Regions from separate parts of the Zea mays genome. Here region 2 is linked to region 1. A link is a contact called in public Hi-C data. All regions are on one chromosome and are shown on one strand. The core of a region is the stretch at or near the end of the contact, and the rest is flanking DNA. Distances in the headings are between cores, read along the strand shown. Region 1 holds the start of LOC100381559 (putative calcium-dependent protein kinase family protein). Region 2 overlaps LOC100274607 (beta-galactosidase 15).

Region 1 (5,240 bases), core at 2,143-4,642:
GAGGCAGCAGGGTTGGGTACGCGAGGACTGTTGACTGTTGTTTTGGAAAGAAAACGGTTTCATGAATTATGAAAGAGATGTCTAGGTGACATGCAGGCCAGCTCTTTGTCTATAATAGGACATGGATGATTAGTGTGGCAAAACCGCCATAAACAACAACAATAGCGGGTTAAATGGTCTGGCTTCAAAAGTTTTGGGTTTTAAGCAGATGTTTATAAATTGGCCGTCCTCAAAAATAAAGGAGAGTAATATATTTTTTTCTCTCGAATGCGCAGGAGAGAGTAATATATATTTGAAGGTAAATCAACAAAAAAATCTAGTTAACATGGAAAACAAGGAGAAAGAGGAAGGGAAAGATACGAAGTTAACTCAGTGCACAAAACTAGTAGTAGGTTGAAGGGGGGTGTTATAATAGAAATAAAGCATGAAAGGATGAACCTAACATCGCCACTAAACAAAGTTCTGAATTTTGTTTGCAACATAATCACATACAACAATGGGATAAAGAGATCTTACCCTCAATGCCATCTTCTTGAGCTTGTTCATTGCAGAAAAGTTTTTCAGCCTTGACAAAACAGCAGAATCAATAGGCTTATCAGGTGCGACAGCATCATCAACAATCCATGGATGACCTGGCATGATCAATATTAATAAAAATCGCACAGGAGCACAAGCATGCATATGCAATCTCAGATAGAGAGGGAGAGAAGGCATAAAGGCAGAAAACTTACATAAAACCTCATGAGCAGTGAACCTCTTTGTAGGATCGCGGATAAGCATCTTACGGACTAAATCCTTAGCACTATCAGAGATACTTGGCCATGGTTCAGATTCCAAATCAAGTTTGCCTCGCAAAATCTGCCTGAAGATCCCTGCTTCACTCTCTGAAGGGAGGGGTGAAATATGGAAAAAAAAAATCACATGTAAACATGCCAATATCGGTAAACACAAATGGATCTCAATCTAGTGGTTCAATGGTTGAAGTAACAAACAGTTTACCTGCCCAAAATGGGGGTACACCACATAGCAAAATGTACAAAATCACTCCAGCACTCCATACATCAGATTCTGGGCCATAACATTTTTGAAGCACCTCAGGGGCAACATAATAGGGGCTCCCAACAACGTCAGAAAATTTATCACCTGGAGAATGGAATGGGATAGCTTTCAGTGTGTGTTCTATTAATCACTTAAGCAAAAGCAGAAGACAGCATCAAATCAACTGAAGACTTCATTAATCACTATGCACTATGTTAATAACAGCTGACATTTATCACAAATTACATTAGATTTGTACAAGAAAAGAAGGTCCTTGCCATCAACCTTGGAAGGCTTGTCATTAATAACAAGTACTAAGTATTATATGTTATTGTAATTTTGACGTCTGTGATGGATTTTTTTCCTGCTAGTGACATGAGATGCTATGCAAATGACATCAATACTTAATAGGCTAGCTGATGTACCAAAAACAACTAATAAGAGCAGTACTCCCTACCAAACTCAATGCTAGCCATTTGCCCACATCACTAGAGCAAGTGGGACCAAATACCAACATTAGAGCATCTCCAGCAGTTCACTTATATTTCATCCCCAATCAGGTGGTATTGGTGGTCACCAATGATGCCTTTTAGAATTATTGGGGGAGATACATAGCAGATCACCAATAATCTCGCCCAATGTATAGGACCTTCGTGTCAGATACTCAGATTGGAACTTTTTAATTTATTTCCTTCTTTTCTTTCTTTTCCTCTAACCGTGATAAGCGTGGGTGTCCTCTTCCTCGGCCACCCACCGTGCCCAAGTCACTGGTTCTGTGCACGCCCCCGAGGGCAACTGCCTCTTCATCCACCTCTGGTCCCCTTGCGCTAGGATCTTGACCATGTCCATGCCTAGCGAGCTCGACAACACCAAGGTCTGACAGTGACCATCAGTGATCTTCCTCTAGGACGGCCACCTCACCGTGACAGTTACCGTGGTGTATATGATGATATTAGGGCCTTAGTGGAGATGCAGAAGATGAAAGATTTTTTGGTAACACCAAAAATAATAGAGTGCTACTGGGGATATAAAGAATGAAATGACAAATATTGGGAGATGGAGCAATGCATCTCCACACGTTTATGGGGATAAGAGATGATATTGGGAAGCTGTTGGAGGCACAAAATTTCAGACCAAATAGCATTGCATATATACGCACCGGGCTTGTAGAACACGGAAAGCCCAAAATCAGTGGCCTTGAGCGGGGCATCCTCAGGGGTGCTCGCGAAGAGGAAGTTCTCCGGTTTCAGGTCCCGGTGCATGACGCCAAGCGAGTGGCACCCCTGCACCACCCCGACAATCGTCTTGATGAGCTGCGCGGCGGCGCGCTCGGTGTAGTGGCCCTTGGCGACGATGCGGTCGAAGAGCTCGCCGCCGGCGCAGAGCTCCATGACGAGGTGGACGAAGAGCGCGTCCTCGTACGCGCCGCGGATGCGGACGACGTTGGGGTGCTCGGAGAGGTGGTGCATGATCTGGATCTCGCGCCACACGTCCTCGTAGTCCTCGCGGCACAGCAGCTTGCGCTTGGGGATGGACTTGCACGCGTACTCGCCGCCGTCCGCCTTGCCCACGCACTGGTACGTGGTGCCGAACTGCCCCTGCCCCAGCTTCTTCCCGATGCGGTAGTGGTCGCGCACGTTGTCCGTCTTGTGCGGCAGCACCGACGCCGGCCGCCCAGCCGACCCCGCCGTCACCGGCGGCGGCAGCCGCGGGTGCGCATTGGCGCCGCCCGCCTTCCCCCTGCCCGGGCCTTGCGGGTCCGGCTGCATTGCCTTCGGCAGCGGCGGTCCCTCGCCGGATCAAGAACCGTAACCGAACGGACGCCCTGCCTTTGCTCGGCAAAACGTAGCCAGGCTCGACAACCGGTCAGAAATGGAAACCTTTTCCAACTATGGGGGGGCGATTCTAGGTTTCTTTCTGGAGGAATTTACACCGATTGAAACCGAACAACTGAAAAGATTGGATCTCAGCCCGGGAACCCTCGCCTATGGGGAATCTGGGAAATGGCTGACGAAATGGGCGCGACAAAGGAGCTTTAGCGGAGGTTTATGGGCCTACGCGTGCCGAGGAACGGAGAAGAGACGCCAACGGCAAGGCGAACACGCTAAGCAACGGGATTGCTCTGTTTTCCTGCACCCTTTTGGATTGATTGATCGATTCTTGCGGGGATTTAAATAGAGGTCACATGCGAAGGTTGGATTTTTCCTCCATGTGAGGGTGGAAATCTAATCTGCCAGGCTTGGTGATTGCTCTGGGCTTGGATTGGGTCTGCAAATGAGAACGGATCGCTAGGGCATGTGGGGAGGAAGGCACGTCGGTGGTTATCGTCTTCGCCTCCTTGGTTAGTGGCGGAGGAGAGGGGGAGACAGGAGGAAGACGACGTGGTCGGAAACTTCCCTTTCTAGTTGTTTTATTATAATTTAATTTGTTTTCCTCCCTTTATTATCCAAGTATCTCTTGCCACTCACTTACTGGATCTGTTTAATCAAATATATACAGTTATACACTCCTACTTTTGGATGTCAATATTAGAAGATATAGAATTGAATTGGATTCAATATTAAATCAGTCATGATATTAAAATGAGATGTAATTTTAATTCTATTATTTGAATATCACTGAATTGTAATTTGGAATTGTGTGGTTCAATTCCACGCAATGGAGTGATGCTCTCTGCATTGGGAGAGAGAGTTTTAATTATAGTCCAATTCCAGAGAATTAGATCTTCGATTCCAAATCTCAATTTCATATGTAACCAAACAATAGAATTCTGGAAAGTGGATTCTAATTCCAAATTCCGTACACTAATATCTACATCCAAACAAGATATTATGGTTTTGTAGGTTTTTTATTATCCTTTCGGTCTAAAAGTCTTTCCAAATACGAAGGTATTATCTACCTCACTAGTTTAATTAGGACATTAATGTTCTTACCCCTGCTTTAATACTAATTCTGATTTTACTCTTGTATTTTTTGTGATTTTACCTTGAATTTTTTAAATTTGTAGCCACTGTTTTCACCAGTTTCACACTCAGTTGAGTTAGGTAAAAGCAAATAAGTTGTTAAAAAATAAAATATTATACTAACCCCTGGTTTTATTCTAACTCTCCTAATTTGCATCGATGGTTAATTAAGGGGGTGTTTGGTTTCTAGGGACTAATGTTTAGTCCCTTCATTTTATTCTTTTTTAGTGTATAAATCGCTAAATATAGAAACTAAAATAAAGTTTTAGTTTCTATATTTGGTAATTTTGGAACTAAAATGGAATAAAATCTAGGGACTAAACATTAGTCCCTAGAAACCAAACACCCCCTAAGCATGTGTAACTTGTTAAAGTTTGCTTATATTTGAAATAATTGTAAATTGATTTCATCTCGAGTCAACTCCCGTCCAATGTCAATCCCTAGACGCTGAAGGAGCTCTTTTGTTTGTCCAAATGTGTAAAATAGATGTTATTAAAATCATATAGAACTAAAAACAAGTAGGGCAAATTTACATATACAAGGTAGGAGTAGTTTTTAAGCAGAACAAGTGCAACCTCTCCGTTTTGATACGCCGGTAGAAAAATGACAACTAGGCTTTAAAATAAAGGTAAGAACATAAGAGCCACATTTTAACCTGATCGCAGTGCCTTGGAAAACTAATATTGGCACGCCATAGGAAAATTTCAAATCTATGTATCTTCAAATAATCTGTTTATAAAGCTAAGGTGAGATATTGGCACTCTAATCTAGTTCTAGTGTGAACTGGGTACGAACTTTAATAAATGATCGCGGAGATCGATCAACTAATTCCCTTCATCAGCTTATCTAATTCGAGGCTGATGGACAATTTTCTATGTTAAATTAAATTGAGAACATAATGTTAAAATTATGCCAAATCCGCAATTCTGAGCCAGTAATTTTCGACTCTTGATTGATGATGGTAGTGTAGTTCTATAAATGTGCATTTTGTCTACTCCCTTTGTTTTTTATTTTTCGCGTTTTAATTAGAAAATAAATTAGCGGTCGACAAATATTCGAGAATGCAGGTACTATAATTAGGGGTAGTAATGGATCGTGATTCAAATGCTTCTTCACAAAATAGTAAGACCCTGGATAAAATGTAGTTCAAAAATGAATAGAAATATGGTCTGATCCTAATCCGATCCTTAAATATTATATTGTAAAATTTAGAGCACATTGTCACCCCTAACTACAATT
Region 2 (4,588 bases), core at 1,911-4,410, 520 kb before region 1:
GGGGGGAGTAAAGTACACTGGTGGACTTCTCGTCGGAGGAACCCTAGGTACGAGCGCAGGACGATGCCAACCGAATGACCGAATGAAGAAAGGGGGTTCGATCTGTTATGAGTAACAGAGAGCAGTTCTTGAACGAAAGAAAACGGGCACCCTTCAGTCGTTTTCGGCTGATGACACTCGACGATGGTTAAACCAGTACGCGGTAACAAAAAACAAACAAACGGATGTTATAATACTATAAGTGCAAATGCTACGATGGGAGTACTAATTTTACGAAGCCTTGTCTTCAAGAGATCACCGTTCCAAATAACTCATTTCCGGCTCATGGCCCCTGCTTCATGCATCCATAAGTGTCGAATTGGTCGGCAGCTCTATCCCTAGGACTCCAAGATTCAACAGCGGACAGCGGCTCCATCACAGAGATGTAAGCTCTCTGTCTCCTCCCTGTTGGGCTGCTACCATAAGCTCTCAGCCTCACACGCACGGTGCGTCCACTACAGTAGCACTCCACACGTGTGCTCTGATCTGATATTTAGTTTTGTTCTTTTGTGCTCTTTGTTAGACTCCAACCCAAGGTTATTAAAACGGTAAAACGTTGGAACGCTCATGGGTCAAATTTTGACTTTTAAACGTTTAAACTTTGTTTAAACGTAGTTTTAAACAACACAGGAAAAATACCAATACATCATAATTTCAGACAATAATATGAAGTTAAATACCAATACCTCATATTTAACTTGTGTTGCCTTGATTTTCAATGCCTTCATAGGATTGAAATCAAGTATCCAACACTCAGCATTCACTTGAGTTAAGCAAGCAAGAAATAAGAAGGATCTTAACTCCACGCTTTCATCTGGGCACCATAATCAACCAGGACACAATCAAAATGAATGTCCTTTATTGTCACTAGCTTTGTGCCCCCAGTTGACCACAACTATAACAAACACCTTTATAAGGCTTTGATAGAGGTCGTTCAGGATTGTATCTAAACATATCTTTTAGATTTGTAAATGTCTTGTACTCCAAGCCATATTGGTCCTATATATATGGTCAACCCCTACCTAAGGGTGTGTGGTGTTTCCCGTCTATCTTTGTACCTGATATCAAGAGTCTAGGTTTTCATCTTGCTGCCCCAGCCCACCAGCCGCTGACCCCCCCCCTTCCTCTAGTGCCACCTCCCCTCCCTTGGACGCCTACTCCTCTACGCCCTCCACACAACCCACCCCACCCCACACACACACACCCGTCAGCACTCCTCTCCAGCCTTGGTCGTCGGACTGCATCATTTCATCCATCACCATCTCGGCGACCAATCCGTCGTAGACCAATGGTGCGCCCACATTCTGCATGTCTCTCAAGCCTTTTCGCCAAGCCAACGCCGCATTTGCTTGGTCCCAGGCATCTCCGACCACATAAAGGTGGGGGCTAGTCAGCATGCCCGTAGGCGGCAGCAGCAAGCGCCCTCCCCTAGCCAAGACCCATCTGGTCTAGAGGCTGCCCTGCAACAGCCCCTAGGTCCTCAACACTGGCGCCACCTCCCACATGTAATCATCGGATGGTAGTCCTCCCTCGCTTTTCTCCCTCCCACTCTTCCATTATTGTTAGCAATGGCAACTCCCTTCCTATTCTTGCCAAGGGCCACTCCCTTCTTCCAACTTCATCCTCTACTTTTCATCGTGGCAATGTTCTTGACATCCCCTCTCTCGTTCATAATCTGTTGTTTGTTCGTCAGTTTACTCGCGAAAACCTTTGCTCCATTGAATTTGACCCCTTTGGTTTCTATGATCCCTTTGGTTTCTCTGTTAAGGATCTTCAGACCAACGTGAGATGCTTCGCTATGCTAGTGATGACGATCTCTACACCTTTCCTATCACTGTAGTTGCTCATGCCCACCTCATCGTCCCCTCCGTTGTGGCACCAGCGTCTTGGTCACCCCGCACCAGCTACCTTAGCTACCCTACAGAATATCAGAGTCAACTCTTGTAATAAAATACATTGCTCTATTTGCCATTCATGTCCAAAGTTATCCTAAATGTTAAACAATGAACAGTCGATCACCTACCGTTTAGCCATTAATCAGGCTAAACAGACCATTAAAAGTGTTACACAGCCAATTAAACAGGGTAAACGTCCGATTAAACTAAAATGACATACCACTGTGTAGCGTTTGCATGGGTGTTTAAACAAGCTAGAAAACCATTTAGGCGAATAGTGCTCCTGCCAACCTAGTGAACGTATGTGGTTACCTTTTGCTATTTCGAACTCATGCACTTCCCATCCCTTCGAGCTCCTCCATTGTGAAGTATGGACTTCTCCAGTTCCTAGTATTTCGGGTTGTCTTTACTATCTTGTCATTCTAGATGATTTTACTCATTTTTCTTGGACGTTTCCATGCAACACAAGTCTGAAGTGCAATAGCTAATCACTAACTTCTTTCAGTTCATTTGTACCCAGTTCAACTCGGCCATCAAGTGTTCTCAGGCTGATAATAGTAGAGAATTTGGTAAAATGCATCAATGCCACCAACTCCTTCCTTGCTTCTCATGGCACCCTATTACGATTATCCTGCCATTACACCATCGCTCAGAATGGCGAAGCTAAACGCATACTCTGCGCACTTAACTCCATCTGCACCTTTCTCCTTCATGCCTCCATGCCGCCCCATAGTTCGGTCGAGGCCTAGCAACCGCCACCTACCTCCTCAATAGGTGCCCCTCCACCATCCACAATCACATACCCTTTGAGATTCCCCATCGCACGCAACCAAACCTCACACATCTTAGAGTTTTTGGTTGCCCGTGCTCTCTAACATCTTTGCCACTTCCCCTAATAAACTTGCTTCTAGATCCAAGACTTTCTTCATCAGCTATCCTTCATCTCACGAAGAATATCGTTGCCTCGACCTTGCCACTCGTCATGTCATCATCTCCCGCCATGTCGTCTTTGGCGAATAGACCTTCCCCTTCATGGTGGTCTCTTCCTCATCGCCTTTTTTATTTTCTTGTTACTAATGATGTTGCGGCTCCCCTCGTCGTCTCCAACGTGGTCACTCTGTCCTCCATGGGCATTGAGCATCCGCAAACACTCGGTGACAGATGGAGAGCACGAGAGAGCGACAAGATGGTTGGTGGGAATTGTAGCTTCTCGTTATGCGTGTCCCATCCCGCTACGGGACGGGGGTATTTATAGGCCCGGGGGTAGGTGGTCCAAAGTACGACACTACCCCCGACCACCAACTATATCCAGGGGATATTTCTTGTAACGGAGTAATTACAACATCGTACTAGACTACTCACTCGCACGCTACGCTGACATGTGGGCCTCTGGGCGCGTCGCCCGGTGGACCGATATCTGGCTGATCGACATGTAGCCTTCACCGATATCCTCGAAGCCTTCGCGCCAGCTATCCTTCGACCGGCCTGGCTAAATAAAGGGTGAACGAGGGCTCGGCTTCAGGAGCGTGGCGAAGGGTGACACGGGCCTCATTTCCGGGGCGTAGCGAAGTCTTGGTCGCCCGGCCGCCGCTCGACGCGGCCCCTCAATGTGTCGGCCCGCCCTATAGGAGGCCTCTTTAATTGGAGTCCCTCCACCGATGGACCTACAAAGACAATCGATGGGAAAGTAGGGTCTTCGTCATCTTAAAACGAGGGCGTGTTCGGCCTCCGCCCAACACCATCCCTCCTCTACCATTGTTGTTCGGACCATTCGTGCTACACATGCTGCAGCAGCCCCTGCGCCAGCACCTACTGTTGCATCAGTGTTGCTAGTCAATTGGGCATGTCTACAAACGTCGCCCCCACCTGTTGCACCGGTCCCGCCAACTAGCTGGTTCGGTTCGGTCTATGTGCACCGGCCTCAACGAACCAATATCCATGGGTCGATGCCTGCTCGACGCCCAACTACTTCACTTGTCGCCCCCATTTTTTCTCGAAAAACGCAGGAGAACTGCGCCTCATTTTATTAAGTAAGAAGAAATAGGGTCGGAAAAGGACCCGAATACAGGACCTCCTTATGGAGGCCAGAAACAAGCATAAAGGAAACAATCCATACACAACTAAAAGATACAACTTATCTCAGGCATTGGTACTGGGAGCAGCTAAAAAGGAAAGACCCTTAGCTCCTGCAACCATCCATTTCTCCCTTTCCTCAGCAGTGGCCTCTAATAGTGTAGTGATATTGGGGGGGGACCCGTCAAACACCACTCCGTTTCTGAACTTCCAGATCATCCAGGCTCCCAGAATCAAAAGTGAATTTACCCCCTTCTTGGTCATGCCTGACACAATATCAGCAATACGTTTCCACCACTGCAGGAAGTTTGTGTCATCTTGGATAGGGGCAAGAATGTGGAGCCCGAATTTCCGAAGAGTGATGTACCAATATAATCTGGAAAAGCTACAAGAAACCAAAAGATGGTCGATGGTTTCAGGCTCTTGGTCACAAAGAGGGCATCTAGGAGGATGATTTAGTCCTCTTTTTTCCAGTCTGTCTGCAGTCCAGCACCTATTATGAGCCACCAGCCAAAGGAAGAACCGACACTTAGGAGGTGCCCAAGATTTCCAGACCATTTTGTAATGCTCAAAAACAACAG

What was found. Hi-C and Micro-C count contacts between places; a contact is called where the count stands out from the background.
Region 2: a contact with region 1 is called in a Hi-C map of endosperm, with 1.7 times the contacts expected there. The contact joins the enhancer-like site here to the promoter of LOC100381559 in region 1. A contact is called at or near these places in 2 of 25 Hi-C or Micro-C datasets (ear and endosperm).

The regions. Positions count from the first base shown.
Region 1 is chr3:142,511,992-142,517,231 of Zm-B73-REFERENCE-NAM-5.0, reverse strand. LOC100381559 (putative calcium-dependent protein kinase family protein) reads right to left here and starts at 3,392. Exons shown (of 7, transcript NM_001174384.1): 1 at 2,198-3,392; 2 at 1,000-1,143; 3 at 732-884; 4 at 517-632. The coding sequence starts at 2,807.
Region 2 is chr3:143,030,578-143,035,165 of Zm-B73-REFERENCE-NAM-5.0, reverse strand. The region is part of intron 7 of LOC100274607 (beta-galactosidase 15); the gene reads right to left. Among protein-coding and RNA genes, the nearest start is that of LOC100274607, 15 kb to the right of the region's middle. Within about 2 kb of position 3,160, at least 1 of the 20 cell types and tissues checked has an H3K27ac peak or open chromatin away from gene starts, as enhancers often do. A contact at or near this core is called in endosperm, where this site is marked.